2 separate regions of the Ovis aries genome follow, and region 2 is linked to region 1. Evidence: chromatin contacts called from public Hi-C data. All regions are on one chromosome and are shown on one strand. The core of a region is the stretch at or near the end of the contact, and the rest is flanking DNA. Distances in the headings are between cores, read along the strand shown. Region 1 has its middle 11 kb from the start of LECT2. Region 2 holds the start of TGFBI (transforming growth factor beta induced).

Region 1 (4,237 bases), core at 1,545-4,044:
AGCACAACATTGTAGCACCTTTGCTTCAGGAATTAAAAAATTAACTCTGTGGTTTGACCAAGAGTTGAACCAGGACAGAAGGAAAGCTTGGCATGCCATGGGAGCTTTCAAGGGACTTCAGAAAATTTCATTCTGTTGGTTTAATTTATGGACACTTTATATACTCAATTACAATCTCACTGAAAACTTATCTTATAGCCTGTTCAATTTAAGACCTTTGATGAGGAGTTAGAAGAGAAATAAGACATAATGAAAATAATGGAGCCAGAGGGGGAAAAAATCCCTAATCCCCACGTCTCATTAGCATGCTTTTTTGCATTTTGTGAGCACGCCACACATCTTTCTGTTTGACCTGTGCCAAATCATACAGAAACAGAAGGGCTGTTAGAGCAAAGAGTGGGTGGTATGTGGAGCAAACAGAGACTCTCACAAGGGAGGGAGCGTGCATTGAGGTTAGCCTGCAGCCCCTGCATTTTCATAACAAATAGCAAATAATACACTGTTCCAGTTTATCATTTAAGAGCAAAAAAAAAAAGAAGAAAAAAGATTAGTTAAAAAAAGATTTTCTACCCCATAGTTTTTGAAACAGAAATCTGCTACATGAAACCAAAGTGAAGAAGTGAAGTGAAGTGAAGTAGCTCAGTCGTGTCCGACTCTCTGCGACCCCATGAACTGTAGCCTACCAGGCTCCTCCCTCCATGGGATTCTCCAGGCAAGAATACTGGAGTGGGTTGCCATTTTCTTCTCCAGGGGATCTTCCCGACCCAGGAATTGAACCCAGGTCTCCCACATTTCAGGCAGACGCTTTAACCTCTGAGCCACCAGGAGCAAAGAACCTAATTATAGTCTGAACCTGAGGATGTGATGTGTGAAGGTGAGGGGGTGATCTGGAACATGGAAGGAGAATAAATGGCAATAAACATTTTCAAGAGGGACAAGTTACGTTGGAGCCCATGTAGAAGGGCCTCAATCTTCTGAGATGAAAGGCATAGGAAATGTGAGGGTGGCAAGGAAATGTCCACAAGAATGAGACTGAACGTGGTTTGGACTGGTCACTGATAAATGGGAAATGAAGAAAAGGATTGCCAAGCAGCTGGGACTCAGGAGCTCCGTCTCTGTGATGCCCCAGGAGTGTCTGACTGGCCAGGACTGGGAGCAAAGGGAGGCCCCAAGATAGCTAAAGCATAGAGTTGACAACCTTGATTGGAAAGGCTGACTGTGAGATCTAGCCTGGATAGAGAGGCAAGAGAGGAGCCAGCTAGGGATTGGGAGAGGTTTGGGAAGCTAAAGTCACGAGGCGATGAGCCATGAGAGGACTGCTCTGAACACCCCCTTTCTCTCTGTGGAACTTCCTCCTGCCTCGGCCCCCACTCTGCATCCTTGTGTGTTTGCCTTTTCTGAACGCTTGTCTTCCTTTCTACTTCAGTGCCCGTCCCATCCTTTAAGGTTGGGAGACCTGTCTCAAGTTCTGTCTGCTCCATGAAGTTCTAGCTGTTTCCAGATTTGTCAGTAGCCCTTCTTGAGACTCCCTCTAAACTTTTTTCTGGGGCATTTAATTTATTTCAGAATTACAGTCACATACTGTATACACTGTGTATATCTCATTTCCTTGTGAAGATATGCAGCTTCTCAGGGTATAAGAGTTGAGTCACATGCTGCTTTTATTTTCCTAACATGGTTAAACACTGTTTGAACACATATACTCTTAATGTTTCAACTATTGTTAATTATCCAGAAAATAAGTGGCATTACTACCATCATACTTGGGGGCTTCCCTGGTGGCTCAGATGGTGAAGAATCTGCCTGCAACACAAGACACACAGATTCAATCCCTGGTTGGGATATCCTCTAGAGGAGGAAATGCGACCCACTCTTTCCCATGGACAGAGGGGCCTGGCGGGCTACAGTCCATAGGGTCTCAAAGAGTTGGACATGGCTGAGTGACTGACTAACGCACACACACATACACCATAATACTTGAGATGACTTGCTGGATTTTGTCAGATTTTTTATACTTGAGAGTTAGTACTATGCTCTCTGGTCACTCATGAGAAGTTCAAAGTATCTGTCAAATAATTCTTACTTCCAATATAATTTTTCTCCCTGAATGATTCTGATTCCAATAAAGTATTCATGGGGGTTCTGATTCCAATAAAATATTCATTAATAAAATATTCATGGGATCCCAAGCATTTATTTGCACAGCTATTAAATGACAAAAATCAGAAGACCTAAGACTTTGTCCAGACATTTTATATTTTCTTGGGTTAAGGATAGAGCAAGTTTCTACTTTCTTTTCATATGGCGATCAGGATCTTACAACAAACAAATATGAAATGGTAGGTTATGACAGAGAACCATTGGTTGTAGTACAAAAGATAACTTCTCCGTGTTGACCAGAATGGCTGCCAAAAGGTCAGCTCTGTCTCTAGCTAGCTGATGGCCTTGGACAAGACACTGCCTTTTTCTCCTGTTTTCCTAGTCAGGAGATGCACGCGTGGACTTTGGGCTTAAACAGTGTGGAGCTGTTGGAACCCCAGCAGCCAGCAAGTCTGCCTCGCCACCGCGTGGCCTTCCGCTAGTGGGCGCCATGGAGCAGACTTCAGAGCTTCAGCCTCTTCCCCGACAGAAAGCCTGCATGCGATTCCCATCTGGACTGACTTACTTGGGTCTCACACAGAGCAGGATTGTGAAAGTCGTTGGCATAATTCGATTCCATCAGCTCTTCTAAAGGTCTTCCCTGGCCCTCTGGTTTTGAGTCATGCCCACTCTGGAGGCTTGCAGTTTTGCTACCACAGCCTGTTGCCATCGAAACAAGAGTTGATCCTTTGTGGAAAATGCTGATCCTTTCAGTGCTTGGCTCTCTTTCTTAATAGGGCAGTTAATCTTTTTCTACACAGTGAAGGAAGCTTTCAGCTTCCCTGGGCTCCTGGACTGGTTTTCACAGGCAAAATCTTAAAGGTGACTTAAATTGTAGAAATTCAGAGCAAAGGGAAAGTTTAGGAATCATTCCAGCCAGAAAAATGTCAGTCCAGAGAGGGTAAGTGATTAGTCCAAAGCCACACATCCTCTCAGGGAGTGATCCAGGGATGCTCCCCGGGGATAACTGTGAAGCAGAGATAGAACCAAAAAGGGACCCTTGACCAGGTTATCTTTCATTACCTTAACTGTCTTCTCAGGCACCTTCAGTGATGTGGAAGGTATGTGAGTTGCAACTTGCTGTAGTCTGTTTTTGTGTAAATATCCTTCATTTTACCTTTAATGGCGACTCATTAGATGCCAGGTGCGTGACAGTTACCATAACGTAGTGTGTGTGTCTGATTCTTTGCAACCCCATGGACTGTAGCCTCCTTTGTCCATGGAGATTCTCCAGGCAAGAATACTGGGTTGGGTTGCCATGCCCTCCTCCAGGGGATCTTCCCAACCCAGGGATAGAACCCAATCTCCCATTTTGCAGGCGGATTCTTTAGCATCTGAGCCTCCAGGTAAGCCCATGAATACTGGAGCAGGTAGCCTCTCCCTTCTCCAGGGGATCTTCCCCACCTAGGAATCGAACAGAGGTCTCCGCACTGCAGGAGGATTCTTTACCAGCTGAGCTACCAGGAATGGCTCAGCTCTAACTACTGTGATACCCATAACACAATATGTTTCATTTAATCCCAGGCTTACAAGGATGGGCTCTGGAGCAGGCAACCTGGGCTTAAGACCCAGCTGCACTTCTCAAGGGCCATGTGGGTTGGGGCAAGTGACATATCCTTCCTGCACCATACTTTTGTCTGCTGAGCCTGGGGATAACCATAGGGCCTCTTTCTGTTTGGTGAGATAAAGCATACTAACCGCTTAGCACAGGACCTGGCCCATAGAAAGTATCCCGCCCAGAAATGGAAGCTGTCACGTTTATCAGCCTGAGGCATTCGTTGTCTTCATCCTGCTGCTCAACATAAGGACCATCTAAATGTTCCATTTCTTTTATAATGTGAATGAACTACTGTGTGTGTATACCTATCAATGTGTTAACAACCGTATTGTTTTTGCTTCATCATACCAGTGATGTTTTTGTGAGATGAATATGTAAAACCAAAATGATATAATCATCCTTAAAAAATCTATTATTCAAAAACAGCTTATTTTCTCACAATGCCTTTCTTTACCCTCAAATTTTAAAAAGAGAAAAACAAAAAGAAGAAAATATTTCAGATAAAGGTCATCATCACCCTTTTTTCTGGTAGCTGTTTTT
Region 2 (4,057 bases), core at 20-2,519, 55 kb after region 1:
CTTAAACTCAGTGTGTCCAGAACCACTTACCTTCTCCTGGTGAATCTATGCCCCCCTCCATGTTTCTCATTTTAAGAACGATACCACCAGCCACCGAGATGCCCCTGCCAACAGCACCTTAGTCATCCATGAGTCCTCCTCCTCCACACTCCCTGGGTACAGCCTCCAAGTTCTGCCAAGGCTGGAACCTCCTAGACACACCTCAGTGTGCTACCCCTCTTCATGCCCACCTCCACCTCCTGCCTTGTTTTGTCTTCCTCTCCTGGCCTGCTCCTGACACTGACCTGCTCCTCTGTCACCCCTGCAGGACACTGAGCTCAGGCCTGCGTCCTGTGACATGCCTTCCCTTCTCTGTTTCTCTGACTCCCCATGCTTCAGCCAATAGGATACCTTGAGAACCCAGAATGTCCCCATTTTGTCTGGTTCCTTCTCACCACTCCAGCGGAGAGAGGGAACAGGTGTCACTTCCTGCCCCTCCACCCAAGGCCGCAGATGCCCCTCTCCAGAGGACTTTGTAGACTGGCCCGCAGGTCTCCCAACTATGAACTTTTTAAGAAAGAACCTGGATCTCATTCACTCATCCATCTTTGTCTCCTGGGGCTAGCAGTGCGAGATAATTGGTGGGTGATTAATAGGCGCTTGAGTGAATTACCTCCCTCCCAGGTGACTATTTGTTTACTTGCTCTGAGCTCCTCCAGGACAAAAATCTTTGCTATCTCTTTGCAGCATCTTTCTCGCCTATAGTGCTATACAGATGTTTAATAAAACAGGCAATGAGTGTGTACTAAGGCGGCATTCCCGCTCCCCGCCGCCCGCCCCCGCCCCCCCCGCAGTTTCCAGTTGAAGTTTAACAAAACCTGTCTTGTTTTGTTTTGTTTTGGCTTCTGTCAGTCATAAGACTTACTCCTTATCCATCTTGAAGTTAGCAGGCCCGGGGGAGAATCGGGGTGCCTGTGGAATGTAGAAGCAGGTGTGATGGATAGACTGTTGTGGAAATCAGCAAAGCCTGAGACCGGTGAGGCATCTTTGAGCTCAGGACCTTATAGACCTCGAGGAGGGAGTGAAGTAGTGAGGCCCTGTAGTCCTGGGTGCCGGGGAACAAGGGAAAGAGGGGCTAGTTGGAACGGTCGTCGCCCGGGGAGGGGCGGGGCGGCAGGAGGCGGGGGCGTGGGGCGCCCGAAGCCCGCCCTCCTCCGGCTCCCCGCCCCTCCCCGCGGGCGGCTCCCCGCGCTCCGCTTACTTAACCTGCCCGCGGCCGCAGCGGCACTCGCACTCCCCCGCCGCTCGCCTGCCCGTCGGTTCGGCGCGTCCTCTCTCTCCATGGCGCTCCTCGGGCGGCTGTTGCCCCTCGCTCTGGCGCTGGCTCTGGGCCCCGCTGCCACCCCAGCGGGCCCCGCCAGGTCGCCCTACCAGCTAGTGCTGCAGCACAGCCGCCTCCGGGGCCGGCAGCATGGGTAAGCGGGCGCCCAGACGGGATCGGAAGGACCGGGCGTCGGGGGGACCGTCGGAGCGGGCTGGGGGCGTAGGGGACAAAGCCCGAATCAAAAGCAGGCCGCTGTGTGGGACGCTTGGAGGGAGCAGCCCTGCAGGAGATGGAGAGAAGGAGAAGGAGAGGTGGAGAAAAGTCAGCAGGAGGCCCTGTGTGGAGGAAACGGGTGGAAGAGTTGACCCGGGACCTCCACTCAGGCCCAGAGCGTGAGCGGGATCCCGGGCTTTGAGCTTCTCCAGGCAGATAGGAGTTGGCGGCTGTCTGTGCAGAATCACCGTGGGAAGGTGGCCAGCGCAGGCAGGGAGCCACCCAGCAGGGCACGGGTTCCAGCCCAGCCAGGTCCTTGTTCAGCACCTTCATATGTGACACTGGGACCACACAAGCTGGCAGCATCCGAGGCCCCCAGGCCCCTGGTCACCCAGCCAGGCCCTAAACCCACCACCTGGCACCAGATAGGGGCCTCCAGGCACAGCAAGGGCAGCGTCTGCTCCCCTGCTGGATGAAGAGAGAAGAATGTGCTGGGAGTCACACACACTGTACAGATGGGGAAACTGAGTCTGGAGCAGCCACATCACTTCCTCAGGGTCCTGCAGTGTGTATGGGAGCTGGGATTGGAACCGCTCTTAAAACACTGGCTGAGTTTGTAAATTTGGGACATTATCATTGCATATATTCCTTTGAGACACTGAAGATGTGTTGGTTTTCTGGGGGCAAACCCAGGCAGCAGGTCTGACCTGATAAAGACCCTGGCCCAGACCCAGGCAGAGGTGGGCTTGTTTCTATATCCCAAACTCAACCATCCTGCTTGACATATAGCCAGGGTTTGCTGCCTTCCTGGGTGCACCAACTCCTCTGTGACAGTTAGGTAGAACTATATGTGGATAGGAAGGAAATGGCAACCCACTCCAATATCCTTGCCTAGAAAATCCTATGGACAGAGGAACCTGGTGGGCTACAGTTCATGGGGTCATACAACTGAAGTGACTTAGCGCATATGTGGATAGAGTTGTGTCGCAGCCCAAATGCCTTTGGGTCTGGCATTTGCTCCCAGTTGGTGCCCAGACCACCCTTTGACTGGGCAGATCTGAACTTAGATCAGAACTCAGTGTTGGAAGTGATTGGAGTTGACTTCATAGGGTTCTACAAAGCCTTGACTCCCTGCCCTTAGAAGTGGCCCCTTGTTGGGAGTAGCATCCTTGTTCCTCTGCCTGTGGGTGCCTGTGGTCGTGCTTGGCCTTTCAGATGCCCAGGGCTATGGGGAGGGGACTGTGTTGGCAGTGAGTCTGGCCCCTCTGCAGAGTGAAAGCCATCCAGGCCGTGCTGCAGCCTCATACCCTGCAGGAAAGAGGAGAGCACGGGGGTTGTCCCAGGGTCTTTCAGGAAGTGAGAGACTCACCTTTGACTTCTGCTGGGTACAGAAAGGTAAGGGGGGGCAGGGCAGAAAGACAAGGAAGGAATGAAGCATCAAGTCAAAATATGAGCCACTGGCATGTCCATGGTCTCTGCCCAGCTCACTGTTGGCCTTCTGCCTTTCCTGCCAATGGAGTATGTCCTGTTTGGGTGCCACAGTCCCTCCTGGGAGGTTTCTGTCCCTCTGTATCTTCTTAGGCACTCAGTCAGGAAAAGGCAACCATAGCATTCTCTGTCACCTAGAATGGTGGCTCCCGGCACTCCACAGTGAAGCTTCCCAAAAGTGCTGATGGGTCTCCAGCAGGAACCACCTCTGTAACAAACCTCCTTCCCTTTGAAGCCCAGAAAAGTCACAGACCAGCTGGAAAATAGTTTGTTTTTTAATGCAAATGCTCTTTATTATAAGCTTCAGCTATTAGGTCAACTTTCTCCCTCCCCTCCCTTCCCCCACCCTGCAGGCTAATCATCTTGCAGGGCAACTGGAAAAGCCTATAGTGGTCTGTGATGGGCAGGACAGGCTAAGCAGTCCCAGGTGTGTCCCTCCCCACCCCCAGTAAAGTCTGGACACACGGGCAGGGGGGCTGCGGTGAACGGTTACAGATGCAGCCGCGTCTACTCTGATCTAATGGCCCCTGAAAACCCACAGGCTGCCTGGCTCAGCCATGGGGGTGGCACCCTGTGCAAAATGGATAACCTGATCAAACTCCAGCCCTCTTTCAAAGTGAGAACTGGTGGGAAGGGAAAGGGAAGCTCTTTTGTTAAGGAAATGTAGTGTGTGTGCTTCACAAGACGTGAAGAAAGAAATAACAAGTGGATCCTGCTCACCATTTGGCTTCCCAGGTGGCACTAGTGGTAAGAACCCACCTGCCAATGCAGGAGACATAAGAAATATGGGTTTGATTCCTGGGTTGGGAAGATCCCCTGGAGAAGGGCATGGCAACCCACTCCTATTCTTGCCTGGAGAATCCCATGGTGAGAGGAGCCTGGCGGGCTATAGTCCATGGGGTCACAAAGAGTCAGACAGGACTGAAATGACTTAGCCAGCGTGCTCACCCTTTATCCATCACCACTTTTACTTTCATCTTCACCACAACACAGTGAGCTCTGTGGCAGCTGTTCCCATTTTACAGATAGAGAAACTGTGGCTTAGTGACGTGG

Evidence for each region. A called contact is a pair of places that touch in the nucleus more often than the background predicts.
Region 2: a contact with region 1 is called in a Hi-C map of skin fibroblasts, with 3 times the contacts expected there. The contact joins the promoter of TGFBI here to the enhancer-like site in region 1. A contact is called at or near these places in 5 of 16 Hi-C or Micro-C datasets (blood, hypothalamus and skin fibroblasts).

Annotation. Positions count from the first base shown.
Region 1 is chr5:45,037,752-45,041,988 of ARS-UI_Ramb_v3.0, forward strand. No RefSeq gene overlaps it. Among named protein-coding and RNA genes, the nearest start is that of LECT2, 11 kb to the left of the region's middle. Within about 2 kb of position 2,795, at least 8 of the 54 cell types and tissues checked have an H3K27ac peak or open chromatin away from gene starts, as enhancers often do.
Region 2 is chr5:45,093,908-45,097,964 of ARS-UI_Ramb_v3.0, forward strand. It overlaps TGFBI (transforming growth factor beta induced), which reads left to right and starts at 1,270. Exons shown (of 17, transcript XM_015096052.3): 1 at 1,270-1,454. The coding sequence starts at 1,321.